Regions from separate parts of the Gossypium arboreum genome. Here region 2 is linked to region 1. A link is a contact called in public Hi-C data. All regions are on one chromosome and are shown on one strand. The core of a region is the stretch at or near the end of the contact, and the rest is flanking DNA. Distances in the headings are between cores, read along the strand shown. Region 1 has its middle 14 kb from the start of LOC128296450. Region 2 has its middle 9.3 kb from the start of LOC128296415.

Region 1 (4,821 bases), core at 2,033-4,532:
ATTTACCCCTTTTACAACCCAAACCCCAAAACAGATCAACTAAATCTACCCAATAAACCAAAACCCACACTCAAATCCCATGTCAGACCCAAGACCCAACCTTACGCACTAGCCTTACAAAACCATTAACCCATTTAAACCTCAGCCCATTTCATAACCCCAAAGCCCAATTACATCACTACCCAACTAAACCTTAGCCCATTCCCAACATTTTTAGAAAACACAAAACAACCCTAACCCCTATTCCCTTTCGACGCTGAACCTACTCCCCACTTGCCCCTAACACCAACCACCGGCCACCTGCTCCACCGGCCATACCCTGCAAAGACAGAGGCAACAAGCAAGTCAGAGAAAGAAAAAAGTTTGTAACTTGGCTATAAAAAGCCAAAATCGAAACTAAAATAGGACCTTTTTTTTGACTTTTTTCTTTCTATGGAAATAAAGCATAGACATTTGAAACAAAAAATATAGATCCTTGCAACATCAAAAAATAGAAGAACAAAGCAAACTAAAATACCAAAAGTCAAAAAACGAGAGATTCAAGGTGATCTTAACTCTTTTCTTCTTTCTTAATTTTGATTTTATTCTCATATATACATACATATTAAGAATATAAGAAATATATAAAAAAAAAACTACCTGAGGCGATTTCCCACGGTGGAGCGATGACCGGACCCCTTGGCCGGTCTTGGGGTTTCTCCAGAGAGAATACCCCTACTCTTTTTTTTTCTAAAACTCAAGCATAATGATTTTTTTTCAAGAAAATTTAACTTTTATAGGGGTATGGAACGGCGTCGTTTTGGGCTTTGCATTTAAGTACTGAAACGGCGTTGTTTCATCGTGGATCGGGTCGACCCGACCCTACCCGCCAGGATCCGCGTGTTTTTGTAACGGAAGGGCAAATTGCGCTTTTGGCCCTTCCGCATTTTTATTGTTCTTCAATGAGGTTTATTTTGATTTTTAATTCGACTTGGCAATTCGTTACACTTTACAATTGAGTCCCTCCTACTGCGCAGCGTTTTAATACTGGGAATATTGCGCTATTGGTCCCTCTAAGTCATGCGCGCATTATAATTTGATCCTGTTGCCTATTTTATTTCTAATTCTACCCCAACAATTCTGTTTTGGTCTCAATTTCGCCCATTTTTTTGTTTCGTTCTTAAAATATTATTTGTAATATTAATTTTGCTATTATTGTTATATTATTGTTATTTATTACTATCACTATTATTATTACGTACATTTTATTTATGCCATTCTTAATATTATCATTATTATGTGTATTATTATCATTATAAATATTAGTGTATATTTTATTATACATGTATATATATTCTTTATATATGGTATTTTGTATATTATTATTTTTACTATCATCTTTATTATTTTTAATATATTATTATTTATTACCTCGTTTTCCTTAGCTTAGTATTATATCATGTTTCCTTTTGTATTTTTTTGTTACCATTATTTTATTTATTATTTATTATTATTATTATTATTATTATTATTATTATTATTATTATTATCGCTAGTATTGATGTCATTATCAATGTAAGTATATGTTTTATGTATACATCTTTAATACATATAGGCATATATTTTATTATTGATAGTTGGTTTTGTTTATATTATTATTATATAATGAAAATATTCTAACACTATATTATATATATATATATATATTTTTTTTCATATTATTATTTATATATGTTTTAACATTATTAATACTATTTTAGATATATTTCTAATATCATTGTATACTTTTACATTATTATTATTTATATACATATATGTAGGTATTTATATAGCGTATGAATAGCTTTTCTAATAATCATTTGTAATATATATATCGTATATGTTTATGTATATATATACCTTTAGTATTATTAGTTATATATTTTATACTATTTCTTATATATGTTCTTACCAATGTAAGTATGTGTTCTATTTTGTGTATATATCTTTAATATACATGTATGTAGTTATGTAGTAATATTAAGAATTGTCTTTTAGCATTATTTTCAATATGTATATACTTTGTAAATATTTTAACATTTTATTGTGTGTATGTATTTTTAAATATTGTATTTTATTATGTATATATATATACCTTCTAAACGCTGTATTTTTATACATGTCATGTATATATTTGAATATTATATAGCATATTTCTAATACTATTATTATTTACATATACATGTTCTACGTACATATTCTTAATATCATTATCATATATGTGTACTCGTTGTTTTCATTTCATGTTTAATTCTAGTATTACGTTGAATATCGCACATATCTGTATTGTTTTTAATTTATTTGTCACACTTACATTCGCTTCCATATATTTCTAGCTCTGTCATCTATTTTAATCAATTTGCTTTGCATTATTTAGAAAATCTTATTTTTTTTATTTTTTTTAATAAGTAAGGCAACGTATCGGTTTAATACTAAGTCACCGATTTCATCGCTATGTTGGGTGAACATCAATTGACTTGTGTTAAACGGTATGCCCTTCTAAAAAATCGGAAAAGCTAAAATTTCTCGTGTTCCAATCGGATTATAACTAAATGTTACATTAAACTCGTATTTTTGAAAATCAAGACAACACGTGTTTTACAAGATACCAATTTTGGGCGTCGCGAGGGTGATAATACCTTTCTCGCTCGTAACCGACTCCCGAACTCTAATTTTTCTCTGGACTTTGACGTAGACCTAAACTCGACCTCCTTTTTATTTTAAAAAATAAATTTATTAGTTGTCCGATCACACCTATAAAAAGGATCGGTGGCGACTCCCTTTGTTAATAAAATCGAAAGTTAGTTTTTAAATGTTTAATAAATCGCCACAATTAGCAACCAAGCTAAAATTTTTACGTCGCTACATCGTTAATTCATATACATACTATATAATAATAAATTTTACATGCAATTAGCAAATTGATTGTTTTATATAAAGAATTCTATTAAATAATATAAATTATATTTTTATAAGAAAAATTATTTGTGTTGTAATCATATAAAAATAAATATGGTATTACATTAGAAATTAAAGTAATTTTCCAAATTATTTAAACCATCAAAACCCACGGCTTGATTTAAGCTCGAATATGAGAAGAAAAAAAAAGAATTCAAACCTGAAAATTCAAGTCCAAAAGAGAGCCCAAGCCCAAAAATTTCATGCCTAAAAAATTTAAATCTGAAAAAGTTTATCCATACTTGCCCATTTGCCGCCTCTATGAATCCACAGTTGAACCCTTCAATCTAGCGGGAATTTGAGAAAGTGGGTGACATCAATAGACGCTACCAAAAGCCCAATATGACGGGCCGTTTTCCAAGGTAACCAGGCCTTTGTCCACGAAGAAAATAAGAAACATATGTAACAAGAGCTCCTGTTTGGATAAATTATCTAGTGGAGGAAAAAAAAGTTAAAAGTTGTCATAGACCCCTGTGCTCTTCAAAAATTTGAAATTTAATCTTGATATTTTAACTTTAAGAATTTAGTACCTTTACTTTTTAGCTTTCAAAATTGAAATCTAATTGTTACTTCTTCTTCTTCTTCTTTTTTTTTTTTTGATAATTTGGTTGGTGTAACATTTTGAAATAAAAAGTACTCACTCGGTAGTAATGTAACTAAAAAAGACATTATAATGAACTTGAATTTAAAAAATATTTTAAACAAGTATTAATAGTTAAACCTGAATTTTGAAATTGATAATTTAAAGGAACAAATTTCTCAAAATAAAAATACATAGACTAATTCTTAAATTTACAAAGAGTAAAGAAATTAAAATATCACAATAACTAAAAGAAATTAAAAATGAGATTAAGGATTTACTATGTGTTACTACCTTATTTTGAAAGAATAAATAAAATTAACTATACATGAAAAAAATATACATATACAAATATAATGTAAATATAAATACATATTTAAGCAATTATAAAATAGAATCAAACCATTAAAAAGCACAAATAAATAAGAGAAGAAAATGATTCGAGACTAAAACCTAGACATATACAATTGCATATGATGGATTAAAAACTCAAACTTAGATCTTTCAAACTAAACGGTACCAAGGCTTTATAAAAATTTATTTTCTAATAACTAATGATAATAATTTTTAACGTATGGACAATTAACCATACAATTACACATCATTAGAATAGCCCTTGGCACTTTATGTGCATTTATCATATTTTCATCTATACATACTGATACTAATAAATAAAAGTCCAAACTAGTCATAAATCGAGCATGTATAAATTAATAATTTTACATGTGTCATTGTATAAATAATTGTCAAGATATAAATATTGAAATAATATAGACTAACAAGATATTAAATATAAATTCACATAATAAAATTAGTATGTGGAAGCCTTTATTTTATTAATTAATAATTTCAACTTTTCAAACGGATATGTAAATGAGATTCCTCTAAGTTTCTTAAATATAAAAACTTGAGATTCAAATGTAATAGTAGTAGGATAGATAAGCAAGTTCGGTTCAATAAATCTAAAGGAATCCCCACAATAATTAAAGATTTGGTAATCTTTAACTCCCAAGTCCCATGTCCCATCCGCATATCTAAGAAATGCCTTGGGAAAAAAAAATCAACGCCTTTGCCGTTGTTCCTAACTTTTTTGTGAGTCAAAAGCAAAGGAAATGGCAATGAAAATGTGATACCCATTAACAATTGGAAGCTGAACATATCCCTTCATCCATTCAAAGGTTCAATATTGGATGAAAATAGAACCTTTAGACCTTTCCCCACCCCACCACGCCATCAATATGGGTTTTAAGCCACAGGTGGGTTAG
Region 2 (4,963 bases), core at 1,055-3,554, 560 kb after region 1:
TAACCTAGTACTTTCTGGAGTCTGTTTGCTATAGATTTTGAAATTATCTTATAAAAAACCGAGCAAAGACTAATTGGCCTAAATTCTGATGGATGTTTCGGATGGAAATTCTTTGGAATTAAAACAAGATTTGTATGGTTTAAATAATCAAAAGACTTTCCTTTATTTAGAACATTTAAGTAAAAATCACTTACTTCCCGCCCCACGATATGCTAGAATTTTTGAAAGAAGATGGCTGGAAATCCATCGGGTCCAGAGGCTTTTGTCGGCCCAATACTGTTTATTACTTCATTTATTTCCTCCTATTTGTAATTCGCGCTTAATGACTGGTTTATATTCTCATTGATACTTCTCTTTACACCTGAAAGAAGATAATTTGTGTCACCAACTCCGCCAGTTTCAAACAGCTCCATAAAATAATCTCGTATAATATTTTCCATATCTTCATCCTCAGTTTTGACAGTTCCTCTACTATCTTCCAACCCTTGTATTTTGTTCGTGCGTCTTTGTGATGCCTGACTATGGAAGAAAGCTGTATTTTTATCCCCTTGGCGCAACCAATTCGTTCTTGCTCTTTGTTCCCAGTACATCTCCTCTTTTTCCATTTCCTAGTTTAAATTTAGCTTCACGTCAATCATCTCTATTAGAGTATCATCCTCCCTCGGTATTCCATCAAGTTCAACCAATCTTTCTCGAAGAAGTTGTGATCTCTTGACTCGGTTTCCCTTAATATTTTTCCCCATCTCTATAAACCAATTTGGGTATGCTCAAGTTTATCCAATATACTGCCAGTTTTCTCCTTCCATAAATTCTTAACAACTTCTTCACATGAAGGCTCAGTTATCCACTATGATTCGAACTTGAATAGATTTCCCCCATATTGTTTTACTTTTGACCTTGTTTGGATTAAAATTGGGCAATAATCAGAGAAAAAATGTGGTGGATGTTGTACCAAATAATAAAAAAATAAATTCAGCCATTCCGAATTTGCTACTCTCCTATTGAGCTGATCCCTTATGTTTGTATCCGCAAAATTACCTTTTTCCCAAGTAAATTTTTGTCCACTATATCCCATATCTGCTAGATCGCATTCTTCCAGGGTTTTTCGAAATTCCTCCATCTGCCTTTCGTCTCTTATTGCCCCTCCCATTTTCTCGTGTGCATACATGATCTCATTGAAGTCTCCACAGACACACCACGGTATTAAGCAATTGTTCCTTAGTCGGTGAAGTAGATTCCATGACTCTTGCTTGTTTGAATGACTGGGATTGCCATAAAATCTAGTGAATTGCCACGTATATGGATTATCTTCTTCATTAATTTCCACATCAATATGATTTTTTGAATAGCTACAGACATGAACTAGATTGTTTCCATTCCATGCAAGACTTAACCCACCTTGCGAACCATTACCTGGAATATCCATCCCATTAAGAAAACCACACCGTTTTCGAAGACGTTCCATTCGGATACAATCTAATTTTGTCTCCATTAAGAAGACCATTTGGGTTTTATATATCTTCAACGTGTGTTGAAGCCTTCGAAAAGCTTGAGGATTCCCCAAACCTCTGGCATTCTAGCATAGAATTTTCATTGGTTTCGGTTAGCTGGCCATTTGCCAGCCGCTGATATAATTTGTGAAAAAACATCTTCATCCTCTATAGACCTCATCATCTCCATTATTGTACTACCATCCAAATTTCCCTCATCAGTTCTTGGTTTTTTGTTATGTTTTCAGCTAATGGTCCAAAATCGGACGCTTCCTCTTGATTTAGTTTTCGTTTACCTATTGTAAGCTCAGTCATATTTGAGTCGCTATTTCCCTTACGGTTTAATCGGCGCCAGCTTCTTTTTTTGTGGCCCAATTGAAATATTTCTTTTGGATTAATGGGCCCTTTATCCTCAGATTTTTTTTATCATTTTCCGTAGCACAATACCAATTTATGATGGCCTGCTCCACCTCTAGGTCCCACTAATTAGAGTTTGCATTTAAAGTATCTGTTGTAGGGCACCAATTCTTTTTGGACTCTTCTTCCTCTTTTGTAGCCAAAACTTAGGGAGAAAAATTAGAATCTCTTTCTTCGGAATTTTCCTGTATTTTCTCCGTTTCCCACTTCCCGGAGTTCTTTATCGATCTAACTTCACTCTCCGGCCGACGATATGGAATAGACTTTTCTGGCAAAAGAGCATCTTCTTTTTTCCCCAGTTCCTCTCCCGCGTAAAAACATTGCTTCATTGATTTTTTCTGTATTGATCCAAAAATTAGACATTCTTTCCCTACCATGGAAGATTTTGCCTTAAGTGCTATTGAGAAAGGATGCTCATCATCTACCTTTATACGATCTTCCGGGCTTGTTTCCGAACATTCCTTAATCTCATTGCCCATTCTTCCGCAACCAAAATAGAAAGTTAGGAGATTTTCATATTTAAAGGATATCCATATTTTCATCCATATTTTCTCTTTCTCATTCGGAGAAACAAAGACACCCTTTCTTAATTATTTTTGAACATCTAGGTTAACTTTGATTCAACAGAATTCCCCTTTTATATCAGATCTAATAACTCCCCCAAAAGTAGATCCAATTGCATGCATCAAATCCTTTTTGTCACATTCTGGTGGACACGGGCCAACTTTCATCCAAAACAGGGAGAAGGTTAGTTGATTCTTGTTTCTCTCCAGAGGTTGCGTCAGTCTATCAAAAATGATTAATTGTTTTCGAATTAGCCATGGATGCCTTTCCAAGATCTGTTCCAAGTCCTCCTCATCTTTAAAAGAGATCGTAAACAGATTTTGCCCTGCGATAAGAATCTCGAACTTCTTTTTTGTTTTCCATATGCTTCGTAATTGTGCTCGCAAGCTATCTGGATTATATGTTTTCTTTGTACAAATAGAGCAGATCAGCGTCAGATTTTCTGATGGAGTTACTAATGAATTTTTCACCGTTAGTTGGATTAACTCCTCCTCAAGGAGAGCAATTTCGTTTTTTTCGTCCTTCGATTCGAAGACACCGCTCATCTTCTTCCCAACCACAGTACTCGCTGTTTCTTCGGGAAGTTCAATGAGAGCACTCTTGACTCCTTTTTTCTATTGAGTTTTTTAAAGTTCAGACTGTTTTTAGAATCTTAGAAATCTGAAAAAGTGGTCGTAATAAGATTACACTCTATATTATAGCATTTCGATATTGTTTAAGAATATAAGATTACTAAATAATCGGAATATTGAGAATTCAAACATTCTAATCTTATTTCGAAATATTACACTATAAGTTGTATGTAATATTCGATCAACGAGACCCCCTAAATGTTACAATAAATCCTATTTTATTTTCATGTTTTAACACTAGCCACTCTTCTCATATTTCTTTCTTCCCTCTTTGCTCATTTCTATTTGCACGTTGTTTTGCTATTTTCATTGTTGTTTGCTTACAAACAATAGTAAAAACATTTGAATTAAAGAAAATAATTATTTAAATAAATAATAAATAATTACATCAATAATAAAAATATCATGATATATTATTTAATTAGTAAAATTACAATTTAACCTATTTTTAAAATTTTTATGAAAATGAAATAATTTAAACTTCAATTATGTACCATTCTTTTCCTAGTATCCTTAATAATTATTTTTTATTCTCACATGCCCATTATAAAAGTAATTAAATCTAATCACATATTTTACAACTGATTGTAATATCATTACTATAATATTTAATCTCATGCTATAATAACTAATTTTATTACTATTGTTGTTTTCATTTCATTGAAATCAATCTCATCACACAGTCAAACTTTGCCTTACCAATGGTTTATAGGAGGCAGAAATGAAAGAGACTGGTGAAATAGGGCGCCAGAGAAAATATGACAGTAAAGAAAACCTTTTACTGAAGGATGATACTAGTTTAGCAAAGTCTTTATCTTGACAGTCAGCTCAGTACCCACCAATTTATATATCTATGTATAAATGTATGTTATCCAAGAAACCAAAGTCATACATTTCTTACGGAAGTAGTTTCAATGCCAGTTCAACAGTTTTGTTTGTATGGACAGCCGTGGGGACTGTTGGAAAAATATGATTTTTGGAATGTCTGAGGTATATTTTTGATTGGTGAATGAGGAGTTTTGAATCATAATATTATAATTTTATGTTCTATCCCATAAAACTTTTACAACGAGATATCATATGCTAAAAATAGTTGAGTAAAATAAGAAATTGACGTCAAAGTATGTTACTTTAAATATACAAATATGCATTTAAAGGAGACTTTAAATTAAGAAAACTGTGAAAACATACTTCAATATTTAGTAAAATTTAATTCTCTTATTTAGTTTCTGATTTTTCAGGATCTTATTTATTTAATTGATTTTTCAGATCTGATTTTCTTAAATAAATATAAATATTTATTTAATTTATTTTAATATTTATTTGTTAACATGTTTTGTCTTATATATTTTCTTCCATAAAGGCTAATTGGAGCCTCCTCTCTCATGGTATGATAATATTGTAGCCATAAGCTAATACCCTTGCCCACAGTGAAGACATTGGTGTCGTCAACTGCATTTTGTACGTATGAATGATTACCTAGCTACGTTGATTAGAGAAATATATAAAAATTAATTAATGTATTACTTTTCTAAACTTAACCCAAAAAAAAATGTATGCATTGGTTTTTTTTCATATATACATATGAAATAAGGAAAATAATGGAAATTTAAAAATTTAAAAATTATTTTGTTAGACTACTTTGAACAGTAACAATATGAAGATGGTATTTGGAGTGGTTGACTATAAAGTCTGCTCCTCCAACTGTTGACTTCCATATTATATTTTATTCAATTTGCATGCAATTTTAACATGAGTCTATTGGGTAAATGGGAGATTTTTCGCATTAAAATTGTATAAAAAATATAATACTCAAGTTAGCATGTGGAGGAGCCAACTTTAAAGTCAGAACCTCCAACT

What was found. A called contact is a pair of places that touch in the nucleus more often than the background predicts.
Region 2: a contact with region 1 is called in a Hi-C map of leaf, with 2.6 times the contacts expected there. The contact joins two enhancer-like sites. A contact is called at or near these places in 2 of 5 Hi-C or Micro-C datasets (both in leaf).

What each region holds. Positions count from the first base shown.
Region 1 is chr8:28,586,624-28,591,444 of ASM2569848v2, forward strand. No RefSeq gene overlaps it. Among protein-coding and RNA genes, the nearest start is that of LOC128296450, 14 kb to the left of the region's middle. Within about 2 kb of position 3,283, at least 1 of the 2 cell types and tissues checked has an H3K27ac peak or open chromatin away from gene starts, as enhancers often do. A contact at or near this core is called in leaf, where this site is marked.
Region 2 is chr8:29,145,362-29,150,324 of ASM2569848v2, forward strand. No RefSeq gene overlaps it. Among protein-coding and RNA genes, the nearest start is that of LOC128296415, 9.3 kb to the right of the region's middle. Within about 2 kb of position 2,305, at least 2 of the 2 cell types and tissues checked have an H3K27ac peak or open chromatin away from gene starts, as enhancers often do. A contact at or near this core is called in leaf, where this site is marked.